Regions from separate parts of the Mus musculus genome. Here region 2 is linked to region 1. Evidence: chromatin contacts called from public Hi-C data. All regions are on one chromosome and are shown on one strand. Each heading gives the region's core, a stretch centred on a gene start, on an enhancer-like site or on the middle of the called end of the contact. The rest is flanking DNA. Distances are from core to core; before and after follow the strand shown.

The links. A called contact is a pair of places that touch in the nucleus more often than the background predicts.
Region 2: a contact with region 1 is called in a Hi-C map of DN3 thymocytes, with 5 times the contacts expected there. The contact joins the promoter of Arhgdib here to the enhancer-like site in region 1. A contact is called at or near these places in 3 of 39 promoter capture datasets (embryonic stem cells, hematopoietic stem and progenitor cells and pre-B cells), 1 of 484 Hi-C or Micro-C datasets (DN3 thymocytes), 2 of 115 datasets of contacts at active chromatin or transcription factors (memory CD8 T cells and regulatory T cell precursor) and 1 of 9 other capture datasets (liver).

What each region holds. Positions count from the first base shown.
Region 1 is chr6:136,739,148-136,746,626 of GRCm38.p6, reverse strand. Gucy2c (guanylate cyclase 2c) reads left to right here. Exons shown (of 27, transcript NM_001127318.1): 10 at 2,600-2,711; 11 at 5,936-6,017. Among named protein-coding and RNA genes, the nearest start is that of Gucy2c, 39 kb to the left of the region's middle. Within about 2 kb of position 4,061, at least 61 of the 459 cell types and tissues checked have an H3K27ac peak or open chromatin away from gene starts, as enhancers often do. A contact at or near this core is called in DN3 thymocytes, hematopoietic stem and progenitor cells, memory CD8 T cells and 1 more, where this site is marked.
Region 2 is chr6:136,938,724-136,946,202 of GRCm38.p6, reverse strand. It overlaps Arhgdib (Rho, GDP dissociation inhibitor (GDI) beta), which reads left to right and starts at 4,447. Exons shown (of 6, transcript NM_007486.5): 1 at 4,447-4,552.

The sequences.
Region 1 (7,479 bases), core at 2,812-5,311:
CCTTTAATACTTTAACCATATATTTTGTATTTTTTCCTTTCTAAGCTTGCTATGCTTGTTCAAAACTTCAGGAGACTTAACCAAAGAGCAAAGTCTCTGTCAATGCAATTAATATAAGTCTCCTTATCTTAGACTCAGATAGACTCTTTAGACAAGGGCAAAAAGCAGCCACAATCGTCACCAAATACCACAAAAGCAGTCTCTAGGCCACATATTGAAATTCTTCTCCAATGAACCCTCCTGGGCCCGGCCTGCACAGTTCAAATCAATCTCAGCAGCAAAGTCTTGCACATTCTTACTAGAATGGCCCACTACACCGCACTAAAAACATTCCACTACTTTCCAAACCCAAAGTCTCAAAAATCCACATTCTTCCAGACAAAAGCATGGTCAGGCCTATCACAGCAATACCCCAGGCCCTGGTACCACTTCATTATTATGGAAGAGCCTGTGATGGCTGGTTTTATGTCAACTTGACACAAGCTATGGTCATCGGAGAAGAGGGAACCTCGATTAAGAGGTTGTAGGCAGGCCTGTAGAACATTTTTTAAAATCAGTGATTAAGGAGGGAGGGCCCAGCCCATTATGGATGGGATCACCGCTGGACATTTTGGCTCACGGTTCTATAAGAAAGCCAAGGGGAACTACTAGCTAGTAAGCATGGCCTCTGTGTCAGCTCCTGCCTCCAGGCTCCTGTCTGGTTGTAGTTCCTGCCCCGACTTCCTCTGATGAGAAACCCTGATGATGAAGCATAAGTGTTTCCTCCCTGAGTTGCCTTGGACATGTGTGTCAGTGCAGCAATAGTTACCCTAAGACAGCAGCCTCTAAAGAGGGGAGAGGGTCTACTCTCTCACCATATCTCCCACAAGAAGCTTCCTGTCTGGTATAGAGTTCACGGCTGAATTTAAAAGTGGAACCGCTTCCTGTATGCCTTCCGGAGCTGTGTCCGTCTAAACCATGAAAGCCACTGTTTCAGCCAGCCAAGTGACAAGTAAAGACCTTTTTCCTACAAGAGAAAAAGTGGACATCTAGAAGGAAATAGTATTCATTTGTAAATGTTCCAGAGTGGACCTTAGGGCAAGCTTAAATCATAACATACATACACATAATTAATATAAATAAGTCATAATATATGCATAGGTCTATATATATTGACACTGCCTTTTGAGAGACATCTACAATGGCAAATGTAAAAAATTACAGAAAAGATGCCCATCCTGAGAAAGTGACACCAGAAATTTGAGACAGCATTTCAGAATCTATAGTTTTTGTTACTATATTGGACCTTTAATGAAATACTATATTTGGGGGCCAGTGAGATGGCTCAGTGGGTAAGGGTGCTCAACTCTAAAACAGACAGCCTGAGTTTGATCCCCAAGACTCACGTGGTAGAAGGAGAGATTGGATTCCTGAAAATTGTCCCCTGACCACCACATGAATGATATGTATACCCACCTCCCAAATAGAAAAAAAGAAGAGAGAGAGAGAGAGAGAAGGGGAGAGAGAGAAAGAGAGGGAGGGAGGGAAGGAGGGAGAGAGGGAGGGAGGGAAGGAGGGAGAGAGGGAGGGAGGGAAGGAGAGAGGGAGAGAGAGACAGGCAAAGAGGCAGAGACACAGAAAGAAAAAAAGAAAAAAGAAAGAAAGGAAGGAAGAGGGAAAAAGAGAAGGGAGGGAGGGAAGGCAGGGAGAGAAGGAAAGAAGGAAGGAAGGAAGGAAGGAAGGAAGGGAGGGAGGGAGGGAGGGAGGGAGGGAGGGAGGGAGGGAGGGAGGGAGGGAGGGAGGGAGAAACTTTAAGAGGAATATAAAGTTGATACACATGCCATGGAAAATTTTTGTGTCATATCCCCCAAATGCTTCAGTTACTAACAGGAACCACACAAAGAGACCCACATGCTCATCCAAAGAGATGAAGACCCTACTGTCCTCGGAAGAGACACAAAGACGTGTGTGAGAGACCTTTCCTCACCACACTTCCACTGTTCCCTACACAGGTCTCCCAAAACAAATTTGGTCAAACTTCTCAGCATTTGACTGCTTCCAACCTCAGTACATAGTGTGTGTATTGGGGAGAACCTAGCAATTAGCTCTCAAAACATGGAGCTATCAGAATACTAGTCTATACTCAGGGTAGGTATCAATAGAGAGTTGATAAGCCACACCCTAGCATACAGGCTAATTTTGACCTTCTATATATGCAACTATAGGTTCTATCCTTCAGACTCAAGTCTCTAAATGTAAATTTCCCATGGAGAATATTTTGAGGGAAGGATAGTGACTGTAGAAGGTAGCCCTGTTTCAAACATATTGCACACAGCATTGTCAATACCTAGAGCACTAATTCAAAGATAGCCTGTAATAATGTTTCCATTAGCAGATAACGTCACGTGAAGGCTTTATTCATAGAGGCTTAATTAACAACTGGTAATGATGGCTCATATCTGTAATCCCAAAATTTGGGAAGCTGAGGCAGGAGGATTAAGAGATCGAGATCACGTCCCCAAAGCCACACACACACACACAGTCAGCCTCATCACACATTGCTCTAAAATGTTCTCATGATTTTCTTTTCTTTTTGCCTTTGTTTATGGCTCCAACACAGTACAAGGTTCTTATGAAGTATGACACCCACAAAAACAAAACTATTCCGGTGGCTGAGAACCCCAACTTCATCTGGAAGAACCACAAGCTCCCCAATGACGTTCCTGGGCTGGGTAAGCCGTTCTTGCTGAGTTTCCTTCTCTCGATGTGGTTTCCGCGCAAGCTGTAGGCAGTTAGCTTGTTTATCTTTTCTTCTCATCTTGCCTAGACTCTCCAGGTTTGTGGCTGGGTTTTACAAGCCCAGTGAGTTCTGGTTAGACCCATCCACATTCGAACCCTGTCTTGAAGATGGTTTCCATATAAGCGGGACCCCCTAGAAAACAAAGTCAGAAAATCAGCAAAATTGAATAGACATAAAAATGTGTACTTTATCCTGTTACTGCTACAGACTCAATGTTTTAAGCAAGGAATATTTGCTGGATCTCACCTCTCCTCAGCTTTGCTCAGCACCTCAGGAAAGGATCTGTCTAGCCCTGTGTGACGCCTGCACGGTACTCACGCCACATTTGCTTGTTCATGTGTCTTTTTACAACATACTGTACAAGATTGGGGTCTAATAGTCACTGATACCTGTTGCTGAAGCATACTGCACTGGAATAATTGAATAATTATGTATTCAATTATTCAATATATTCAATACATTCAATATGTAATTTATTCTATATAATCTACAATATATATTGTAACATTAATATCATAAGAATATATAATGTTATATAATATTATTAAATATAATATAGTGATATATTATATTATATTAATTACACACACACACACACACAAACACACACACACACACACACACACACTGGACCCAGCACTAAAACCATTAATTTAGATGAAAAGGCAGGTCCAGGGTAGCATAGCCAAAGACAATTGCGTTAACATGAGTCAGTTTGCTTTGATTACAACTAAAAGCTTTCTCCTCTAGCAAAGCAGCCTGTTTACCGAGTTCCCTCCAGCCCTACTGTCCTAGGACTTAGAAATCACCCTGCTGTTCACTGTACATTCTTTGAGAAGCCGGCAGAATGCAACAACCAGAATAGCCACTAGAGGGCACAGATGGTTTGCCTTAGAAGTAGCCTGAACCTGACTTAACAGAGAAGCAAAATGAAAATGCGGTTGAATTTTAAACAACTGCATTTAGCCAGGTGGCTCACATCTGTAATCACAGTGTTGGGAATACCGAAGGGAATATTACCATGAGTTGAGGCAATCCTCGGCCACAAAATGAGATCCAGGCCAGCCTGGACTACTGAGTATGACCCTGTCTAAACAACAATGAACTGATTTCATTTAAATAGCATGTTTAAATATCTAATTATGGTCATTATGTCTAGCACAGGGGGTGCTCATTATGTAGGCAGGTAGGGACTGAAATGACCTGAGTGGCTCAGACTCATGCTCTGGCATGGGGGTGTATGATGCCACAGTGTGGAGTTGTATTTTTTCTACAGACTTCCTCTTTGTCTGGGGCTAGGGGTGTGTTACGGTGGCAGTGTGTGATGGTGGTAGGCATGGTGGAAGTACTGTATCCATCAAAAGAAATGTGGTCACGACATGACTTCATGACAGTCTCATGATGGTCATGACATGACGTCACGATGTCATGATGGCATGAGCCCTGAGGTGGGAGCACTTTCCTGCCTAGGTGAGAGGCGAAACAAAGTCACTTAGAAAGCCAGGTGACAGGCAACCCCAGGGCAAAGCTTGCCAAGCAGCCCTCATGGAAATGTGCTACAGTTTTATCGCATGCTAAGCTTCTGCTTGGGACGGAGCAGGGGAGGGATGGGGCGTGGCGGGGCGAGGGACTGGGGGCAACAGAGGGTCAGCGGGTGGGGGAGGAAGAAGGAAGAGAGAGAGAGAACATGAGAAAAGTTTAGGATACAGTATGATTAAACAAAAACATTACAAGATGTGTGATAAGTTTACAGTAGAGGAGGGTCTTAGTATATTTTCATATTGGGGCATCTTTTTCTTGTCTCGGTAAAATAAAGAGGATCAAACTTTTATTCAAAGCTTTCAGCCATTTAAAAATCAATAATTTACTCATGGTGGGTACAGGCTGGCTGGTAGACAACCGAGCTGTGCCTTCAAGGGTCTTGAGTGTCCCCCCATGCTGTGTTAGAGACTCCTGGGGGTGGAGGGGGAGGGAGTGGAACTTTAATGAGAAATCTGTTCATCTTTTCTTGGAGTAATTTCATTAAGTACTTGGAAGTGACCTCCAGTCTTTAAAAAAAAAAAAAAATTTGAACACTTTCCCTATTTGAGCATTTGTTTGCGCGTGCTCTCTCTCTCTCTCTCTCTCTCTCTCTCTCTCTCTCTCTCTCTCTCTCTCTCTCCCTCCCTCCCCTCCCTCCCTCCCTCCCCTCCCCTCTCTCATGCAACTCTCTCCTCTCTCCTTGTCCTTTTTACCATATCCCTTTGTCTTCCAGCTCCTTACACATTTTGCTTCTCACTTTGAGTCATCCTTTCATGGAGCGTACTTACTTCCTGCCAGGTGGGGAAGCTCTGCACACACGTGAGCCAGAATGAGCCTGCGAGGGTTTTTACTGCTGTGGCTTCTGACACTGAACTTGTCCCTTACGTCCTTGGACGTCCCTCCAGTGTTTCCTCGGATTACACTCCCATTTTCCTGAACTCCACTTGTTGTTCTGAAAATCTGTGAATGGAAGACTTCTACTCAAACTATGCGCGCGCGCACACACACACACACACACACACACACACAAGATTCATTCACTCTAACACAGTCAAGTTATTGCTTTCCCTCAATAATAGAAATCTTGGAGAGGAATAGTATACAGCACTGTGGTTTAATATTCTAATTGGCTTTCTTACAGTATGCATCCAGCATTTAAACATAGCCATCTCTTTCTTTCTGCATAGAACCTCTTTAGACACACAGATCTAGAGAATATCATGTAGGCTTATCTCCCTTCAAATTATGTGTTGGAAACCACTTAATGTTCCTATGACAGTAGTGGTTTTGGTTAGAAATAAGGAGCTACATGGCTGTGCCTAGTGGCATGTACCTATAATTCTAGCACACAGGGGGATCATAAGTTTTAGGGCAACTCTGAGCTACTTAGGAAGAGGAGAGAGGGGAGGGGAGGGGAGGGGAGGGGAGGGGAGGGGAGGGGAGGGGAGGGGAGGGGAGGGGAGGAGCAGAGCCTGCAGATGCTGGATGCATAGCACCAATAAAAGATTAATCAAAAAATGTTTTTCAAAAGGGCTCTTCCCTCTCCTGTCCTCGGGCTTCATTTCACCAGGCGGGGCTCTGGGACGCATTTGTGCTGTGGCCCCGCTAATGCACACCCCTTCCTTCTCTGCACAGGCCCTCAAATCCTGATGATTGCCGTCTTCACGCTCACGGGGATCCTGGTAGTTCTGCTGCTGATTGCCCTCCTCGTGCTGAGGTACCTCCTTCCCACAGGCTTGCCCTCCAGATGGGGACGGGAGAAGGGGACAAGCCTGGTGTCCATTGGCGGTGCTTGATGAAAAAGGCAGACCTGGGATCTAGAAGGCACTCTACTTCAAAAGCGGGGTCAAAAGCAGAAGCCGATATGTGTAGATCAGAACCCTGGCATTGAGGCACAGGATTCAGATCGAAGCTCTGGCCTCTGCCCCTGTGAGTCTGTGTGCTCAGGCTAGTTCTGCTGAGTGTTGGGAAGACTGCAAACATGCCTTGTGTCCAGCTAGCCACGTTATGAGCAGTGTCTAACTAGCTATCTTCAGAGATCTACTGGTATATTGTGAAAGATTGAAGATTCATCATACAGTATAGTGTGGAGCCTAGGAGAAGCTTAGAAACCGCCCGTGCCACCAGATGTGGTGACCCGTGCCTGTAATCCCAGACTGAGGCGAGAGAATGTGAGTTTATGGCCAGCTTGCACTACACAGTAAGACTCTGTCCCAGACAAACAAACTAAACCAATAACTCCAAAGAAATCACCTGTTCCAAGTATCCAGAGCCCGAGGAAAGGGCGACAGACTCCATCTGGCAGGTAGCGAGTAGGGGGAGCAGAGATCCAGGCGGGTGAGCACCAGAGCCATGGTTTTCCTGCCTGACTTGGGCATAGCTTGTGCTGGCTGGAGACATAGGACTTATTAAATATTCAATGACTCTATAAGCATCCCAGCTTCTGCCTGTGCGCACTAAACACAGAATATTCTTTCTCGGTGTGTTATCAGGATGCCCCAAGTCAAGTGTCAATTATCTGTGTGTGTCACACACTTTGGTAAGAGTGTGTGACTATTCTTTCTCATGTGCCCCCAGCCCATAGCATGTTTTCTCTGGTGAGGGGGAAGACTGGTTTCTTTGCTCTGAAGGCAGAGTTCATGTCCTAAAGCTATGTTTCTCAGAATACAGGGGACAACAGGTCTACAGCATGACCATTTAATCTTTCAGAAACTAAGGCCGATCAACTTTCCATGGGGGAAATAGGAGATAGATCTGGTTGTCTCTATGCCTGGAGACAGAGGATTCCTAATGGCCAGTCGTGATAAGGAGACCTGATACAAAAGACTAGGCATATGCTATGCGGTTTTCTACTCCAACTACTGATGCATGAAAAACAGGGATTGATTTATGATGTTCCCTGAGCCAGGATAAATGACAGCTCTGTTGAGCCCCAAAAGTCTCCAAGGCCACAGACATCATGGCCCGGCAGCCTCTGATGTCTTGGTATTCATCCCTCCTGCCTTTGTTTAGGGTCACCAAAGCTGGTCAGGGGTGAGCTAATTTACACATATTTAATAAAGGAAAACTCAGAGTTAGATAGAAGCAGAGGAAGAAAGTTGAGCATCCTATTTAGGGGACACTAAATAGGCGAATGGCAAATGATCTTCAGACTGTAAGTCAGGGTTGATCTAATGACA
Region 2 (7,479 bases), core at 3,198-5,697, 200 kb before region 1:
CATTTATTTGGGAGGAGAACTGTGCATGTGTGTGTGCTATGGCATGTGTGTGTGTGTGTGTGTGTGTGTGTGTGTATGTGTGTGTGAGAGAGTGTGAGTGTGTGCATCCATGTGTGTGCATCCATGTATGTGAGTGTGAATGTGTATGTGAGTATGTATGTATGTGCATGTGAGTGTGTATGTGCATGTGAGTATGTGTGAGTATGTGCCTGTGAGTATGTGTGTGTGTGTGTGCATGTGAGTATGTATGTGAGTATGTGTGAGTATGTGCCTGTGAGTATGTGTGTGTGTGTGTGTGTGCATGTGAGTATGTATGTGAGTATGTGTGAGTATGTGCCTGTATGTGTGTGTGTGCATGTGAGTATGTGTGTGTATATGCATGTGAGTGTGTGTGTGCATGTGAGTATGTGTGTGTGTGTGTGTGTGTGTGAGTATGTATGTGTATGAGCATGTGAGTATATGTGTGTGAGAGTGTGCATGTGTGTGAGTATGTATACAACCTGTGTGTGTCAATTCTCTTCCTCTGCTGTCTGGTTGGGACTCACACTGTCAGGCTTGACAACAAGTGCCTTTAAAAACTGAGCCGTCCCTCCAGTCTTTAGACCTGTAGTTGGAGAGGGCCTCTTTGCTGGCCTAATATTTGGATAGGAATCTATAAAGACAGGAAACAAATTGCGTACAGGAATCCAGGGAAAGACTCCTCCATCCTGCAGAGAAAATCGCTTTCCACACTAGAAAACAACTTTTGGTGAAGAGACGAGAGGAGCGGGAGCTTGCAAAGGAGTAAACAGTATACAGACGAGTGTGGGGATGAGTTTATTCAAGGAACCAGAGGTAAGTGTATTAGTTAGCTGCTGCCGTGTGACAAACAAGCCCCAGCTTGAATGGACAAGACAGAAATAATGATGTTGTCTCTTCTGAAGATGTCTCAGGGTCAGTTCAGGTCACAGCTGGGTGGCTTCTGTTCAGGGTCTTAGATTTTAACAAGGTGTCAGCCTGGACTATATTCATCACTTCCAGAATGGCTCCCTCACATGATCTGGGCAGAAAGCTGGAGTTATGCATACATATATTCCTAAATATGGACAGCTCGGTCGTATGTTACTTGCATTGTGTTTTCAGAACTGTTTCGACACTGGACAATCAGTGTGCTGTTCTCTGGGAAGAGCACCTCTCCTGCTTCCAGCTCTCCTTGGTTGCCTGTAGTTCTTTGTGTGGGGCTGAGTGAGGCCTTGTGGGCCTTTCCCAGTCCACTTCAGCACATCCATTGATGGTGTTCTTGGTAGGCTGCCGTTCAGGCAGTCATATTTGTGAGGCTTTACGGGTGCAGGTTCTGAGGTTACTAGGCCTCCTGGCTTTTATAATCATTCCACAGCCTCTTCTGCAGCGTCCTCTGAGCCGTAGATGTGGGGGTGTTGTGTAGATGTGTTCACCGGGACTGAGCTCCACAGCTCTGCATTTTGATGGGCTGTGGTTTTCTGTAGTGATCTCTGTCTGTTGCAAGGAGAAGTTTGCTTGATGACGGGTGAGGACTCCGTTTATCTGTGGGTGTACTACGTGCAAATGTTTACAGATGGCTGTCAGGAATTATGCTCTTTTAGTCAAGTGGTGTTTGTAGATTCTCCACCTATAACCACGACTTCTTAGCACTGGGTTGTTAGCTAGGGTTCCAGTAGCAGCCTAGTCTCCTCCTGTTGAGCAGACCTTAACTCCAATTAGAGGGCCTTTTTATTTAGAGCACAACTGACCACTGTATTTAAACTACCTACATATTATCTTGCAGTTTATACAATAGCTCTGTTTTGCGGTTTTATTAACTTTGTTAAGTGTAATTATGCACTGTTTTCTGTTTCTTTGCTTGTTTGTTTGTTTGTTTCTTTGTCTGTCACTAATGAGAGGGCTTTACTATATAGCCATGTGGCCCTGGCCGACCTCGGATCTGCCTCAGCCACCTGCGTGCTGGTTTTCAGACTTGTACCCTGTCTTAGTTAGGGTTGCTATTGCTGTGATGAAACATCATGACCAAAATAACTTGGGACGTGTATTAGTCAAGGATCTCCAGAGTAACAGGACTTATGGAAAGTTTCTATATATTAAGTGGATTTATTGGAATGACTTACAGTCTGCAGTCGAACTATCCCAACAATGGACAGCTATGAGTGGGAAGTCCAAAAATCTAGTAGTTGCTCAATCCCACGAGGCTAGTTGTTTCAGCTGGCTTTCTGCATAAGCTGGAATCCTCAAGAAGTAGGTACCAACAGATGAGCTGGCAAGTGCAAGCAGGCAAAGAAGAGTGAGTCTTCCTTCTTCCGCTGTCCTTAGGTAGGCCTCCAACAGAAGCTGTGGCCCAGATTAAAGGTGTGTGCCACCATGCCTGGATCTGGAACTTGCTTTGTCCCAGGCTGGTCTTGAACTCAGAGATCTGTTTGCCTCAGTCTCCTGGGATTAAAGGCATGTACTACCTTGCCTGGGCCTCTATGCCTCAAGAGCTCCATGTCAAGATCCAGGTCAGAAAGAGGTACAGAGGCCTTGGAGGGTGTGGCTTACTGTCTGGATTCTCATGGCTTGCTCAGCCTGCTTTCTTATAGAACCCAGAACCACCAACCCAGGGGTGGCCCCACCCACAATGGGCTGGGCCCTTCTTATCAAGTAGAGGTATTTTTCTCAAGTGAGGTTCCTTCCTCTCAGCTGACTATAGCTTGTGTTAAGTTGACATAAAATTGTCCAGCACACAGCCCACAATGCTCCCTCATTTCCTTCTTATATGTTCCCTAGGTCAGAAGCCCATGTCTGACCATATGACTGCCAGTCTCAGGATCACTCCAGTTCTCCTTACTCTAAGGGCATAATGTAGTCTCTCAATTAATTTTATTAAATTCTATTGTCTATTAATATGACTCAGACAGCCCCCAAATAATCAAGGCAAAGTCCTATGAGTTTATTTAATCAGCTTAGCACAATTATTGGGTGGGTGGGTGGGGTCACATCTAATCTATTTTTCTATACACTGGACTATCTACTTTCCAAACTGTGATTCCACAAGTAGTTGATGTTTGAGTCTTCCCCCATCGCCCCCCACACACATCCCAGGTTATTTCTGCTCCATCAGTCTATCCTGGTGGGCGGGGCATTTCACGGCCACATACTCCTGGTTCATCATGTCTAATGGAGACCTCCTGTTTTCTTTCTTTCCTTTCTCCTTCCTCGTCCTCTCTTCTTCCTCTCCTTCTCTCTTTTTTCCCATGGTCCCTACCTGCGACCCTCATCCTGGTAACTGAAAACCCACTTGCCTCTATTCTACCTGGTAATTGGCTGTAACCACTTTTATCTAGCCAATAGTTTTCAATTGGGGAATGAGATTTACATAGCATCACTTGGTCTACTGAAGATGTTGGGGGACAACCAGATCTTGGTGGCCAGTACTTAGCATTTGAATACATCTCAGCACCAGACACAACTCACAGCGACGTTCAAAATAACTGAAGAGCATGCAGCCTATTTGGATGAAGAGAGGAAAAGTGCCATTTTCCCCAAGTGCCTTGGTTGAGGTAGCAGTCACTACGCATATTAATACAAATACTGATTATTGAAATGTTAGTATAAACGAGCATGCCTTGTTGACCGCAGCTTAGGAGCAAGTTAGAGAAAGCATCGAAACGCAGACACCGCAGCCCTGTCTCCAACGGGACTGCACACAGTGTTGGCAGCTTGTTCTCATTTAAATTTATTCACAAGCCACTCCTCAAATAGCTGCAAAGTCAATTTTAGCATCCATGTGATTGTCACAGATTTCTGCGTTAGATGAGGAATTAATGAAGCTGCATTTACAATCTACATTCCTAGATATAACCAACAGTGTTTGTTCTTGCTTTTGTTTTTACTTTTGTTTATTTCGTTTGAAGGCTTGTGGTGCAATAATACACAGCAACATCTTCAAATGAGGACCAATAAATAAAGCTCAAAAAAAAAACCCTCTGTCTGAAGACAAATTATTTAAATTGAGCACCCAGTATATACATTTAACATTCATAATTTCTACTCCTCATTTCCTACCAGCAAGTTGTCTTACTATAAATAAATGAATTATAAATAAAAGAAAGCTGACAGGAGCCTTAGAGGAGCAGAAGTTTGTAGTACACAATAAAGCCTATTACTTCTGTTTAGGGGCCCTATGTCTCTCCCCGAGATTATGGCTTTTAGACACGCACACCCAGTCATTGAAAGCACACACAGCTACAGGGACCCTCCCCCAGCATGCACACTCATGCATCTATGTCACATGGGCTGGTTTGCTCCACATGTGTCATTAATTGTCAAGAATGCTGCTCAGACGGCTGATCGGAAGATAGGCAGAGCAGGATATCGAGACAGCCCAGGGTTTCCTTGTCAAGTAGGTTTAAAACATTTTTTCCTCTTCTCTCTCTCTCTCTCTCTCTCTCTCTCTCTCTCTCTCTCTCTCTCTCTCAACTTCCTTCCTGTTCTGCCAGTCCTCAGTCAGAGTTGAGAGACAGAGGTAACCTCCAGAGACACAGGGCCGACTGGAGCCTGGAATGTAAGTTGAATGCCTGAGGTGGGGAGGCTGCAGGTGGGCGCAGAGTCCTGTAGGAAATCTCAGAACCACCCTACTGCCCTTGCCAGAGGAGCTGTTGCTGTTCTTAGGAAGGGCGGTTCTTTAAACCGAACTTCATGATAAGAAAGTGCTAAAGAGATTGCTGGAGCAGAAAAGGGGAAGTCAGCCCTGAGAAGGGGAGACAAGCTGAAGGAGGTAGGAGAGAGTACCCTGCTACCAGAATGTTCTAGAGAAGGGCTCTGGGGATACCTGGAATGGGGGCGGAGTGGGGGGCAGCACTGGGTGGTTTCCTTGCTAGGCAGGAGCTGGAATTTGGCTGCGCTCAGGAAAAGGAAAACCCTACCTCTGATACTGACTGTGCTGTGGATGGCGGCTTGTGCTGGGGTGGAGATGTGTGGTTTCCTGTTTTTGAGCACACTTTAAAGAGACTGTTTGAAAGGAGAGAAAATATGGTGCAGAGCTGTCAAATGCTAAGCCCTTAGCAAAAACCAGGGGAATTAAATTCCTGCAGTGGGCTGGGCAGGAAGATATTCACTGTGACTGCCAAAAAACAAAGCAGCCCTCCACATCAAGGGGAACTGATGCAGACCCAGAAGATGTGGAGAAAACTGTGGGAGAGGCACTAGGAGAGTCTGCGTGGGCCCAGCTATAAACGTGGTCGGTGGGCCTTCCAGCTGTCGTGGTCTGAACTTTGGCCTTGCTAGAAGGGCTCTAGGCATCACTTGGTATGCTCTCCTCTCTTTCTCAGGTTTTCCAGTCAGCAAGTGCTAAATGCCCCATTTTGGGTAACTGTAGCATGGGTCTGAGAAGCTCTGAGTAGTTTTTCACTAGGCGGTGAGGGAGTCAGACTCTTACAGGAAGGCCCCCAAACCACCCCTTCACAAAGACACTAAGAGCCTTCTGAAGTCAGGCTTAGCACACTGGGTTCCCCACATGAGAACTCAAGAAGAGATCAGCGGTGACCTGCTGGCTGGGAATTTGTCACCAACAGGTGCCATTTCTCTCTGTGGCATTTCTAAGAGTGTACCCCTGCCCGTTTCAAACACAGTGCAAGTTTACTGACAAAATGAGCTTATTCTTTTGTGAGTCCTTCAGGTTTCTGATAGAACATGATCAACTCTCCTTCCACGTGGCCCACACTCTGCCAGTGAGAAACAACCATGACTAGCCGGCCTAAACCTCATGGGCATCTTCTTGCCCTCGGAATTTGGTCCTTCACCATTTTGGAGAGTGTGGGTCTGTCCCAGGGAGACAGGCTTTGCTCAGCCGCGCACAGTTTGGTTTCCACTGGAAGCTCAGAACAGCAGAGTTACTCTGAGGGGAATTTACGGGAATATGATCCGTGACAAACTTGAGCTAACAGGAAGGGAGAAGAAGCCCTGTGGGGTGAAAACTAAGCAGAGAGAAAAGACAGCCAGGGTTGGCTCAGAGCCCTCTGGTGTGCCAAGCCTGGTATTGAGAAACTCACGATTTTCATACTGAGAGAATGGAGAAGAATATTAAGGAAGTGTTCAGCAGTTCATATAGTGGTACAGTAAAAGAGTTGATAGCCTTAGACATTGTCTGTGGAAGAAGATTTCTCTAATCCCACATGTGGAATGTCTTTGTTTGCACAGCAGCCTCGCTGCTGAGATGGACTACATTGGTGGATGGTGGGTTGAGTCCCAGGTAGAGTTTTGCAGGCCTCGGGTCTTGATTGCTCCTGAAAAATCACTGGTACTTTCATCCATACAATAAGATCTTACCAGGTTGCCCTTTATTGATAATATTCTGGTTTCCTCAACCCAAGCTGACTAAAACTCCACAGGGGATTCCTCGGGGGTCTAATAATCTAAGTTCGAGTGTCCATGAAATTGTCTTTGACGTCTCACATTAATTTAGAACCTTGGTGACTGTGTCTAGTTTTTTGCCTAGTCATGGCTTCCAGAGTGCAGCTGTCTTTTAAGATTATTTAAAGTGGTATTTGTGAAAGAGGAACGTCACGCAGTGTGTGTGTGTGTGGGGGGGGGGGGAACATAGTGATTCGTACTCTTATCTCTTTCTGCACCGAAAAACAGAGCTGGAAGAGCGCGCTTGGAATGCATAGGCAGGAAAGAAGAGTCTGTGGTCCTCAGTGGGAGTGGTGAGGCCCGACTTTAATTCCAGCATTTGAAAGGCAGGGCATCTCTGTGAGTTCCAGGTCAGCCAAGGATACAGAGTGAGACCCCGTCTTTTAAAAAGGTGGGGGGGAGGCATTTTTTAAATGGGGGGGAGAAGGGGGAGGGAGAGGGAGAGGGAGAGGGAGAGGGAGAGGGAGAGGGAGAGGGAGAGGGAGAGGGAGAGGGAGAGGGAGGAGAGGGAGAGGGAGAGGGAGAGGGAGAGGGAGAGGGAGAGGGAGAGGGAGAGGGAGGAGAGGGAGATTTTCTAGAACCATGTCCCCTTCGTTGCGTCATACAAGATGGGTTCCTCTCAATCACTAGCTTGGATCTTCTTGTCCAGTTTTGGATGCCCATGCGGCTGCCTTGGTAGAAAATGGCCTTGGGATGCCCCAGAAAGGGCCAGATCTTTCACGTGACTAGAAATACTGAAGGGATTTCTCCATAAGCAAGAGAAGAGGCCTTGTGGGTGTCCTGGCAGACAATCTGGGGTCTCTTGACGCCAGGCAGCAGCAGAGGCGGCAGGGCAGGCTGTGACATGCGCAGTTCTCAGCAAGAACCTAGCTCTGGGCGCTTGGCCCTCCTGTGGGAAATCCCCTGCTCCTGCTCTTCCCACCCCCACCACACACACACACATCTCTCCATGTCTTCCCCTTAGTGACTCAGAGGTGCAGGATAAGACCCCGGCCAACCCAGCCTTTCAACGTAGCGAGATCTTCCTGCATTTTCCCCTAGCCAGAGGCAGTGTGTCCACTAACTGCTCTCTGAGCCCGC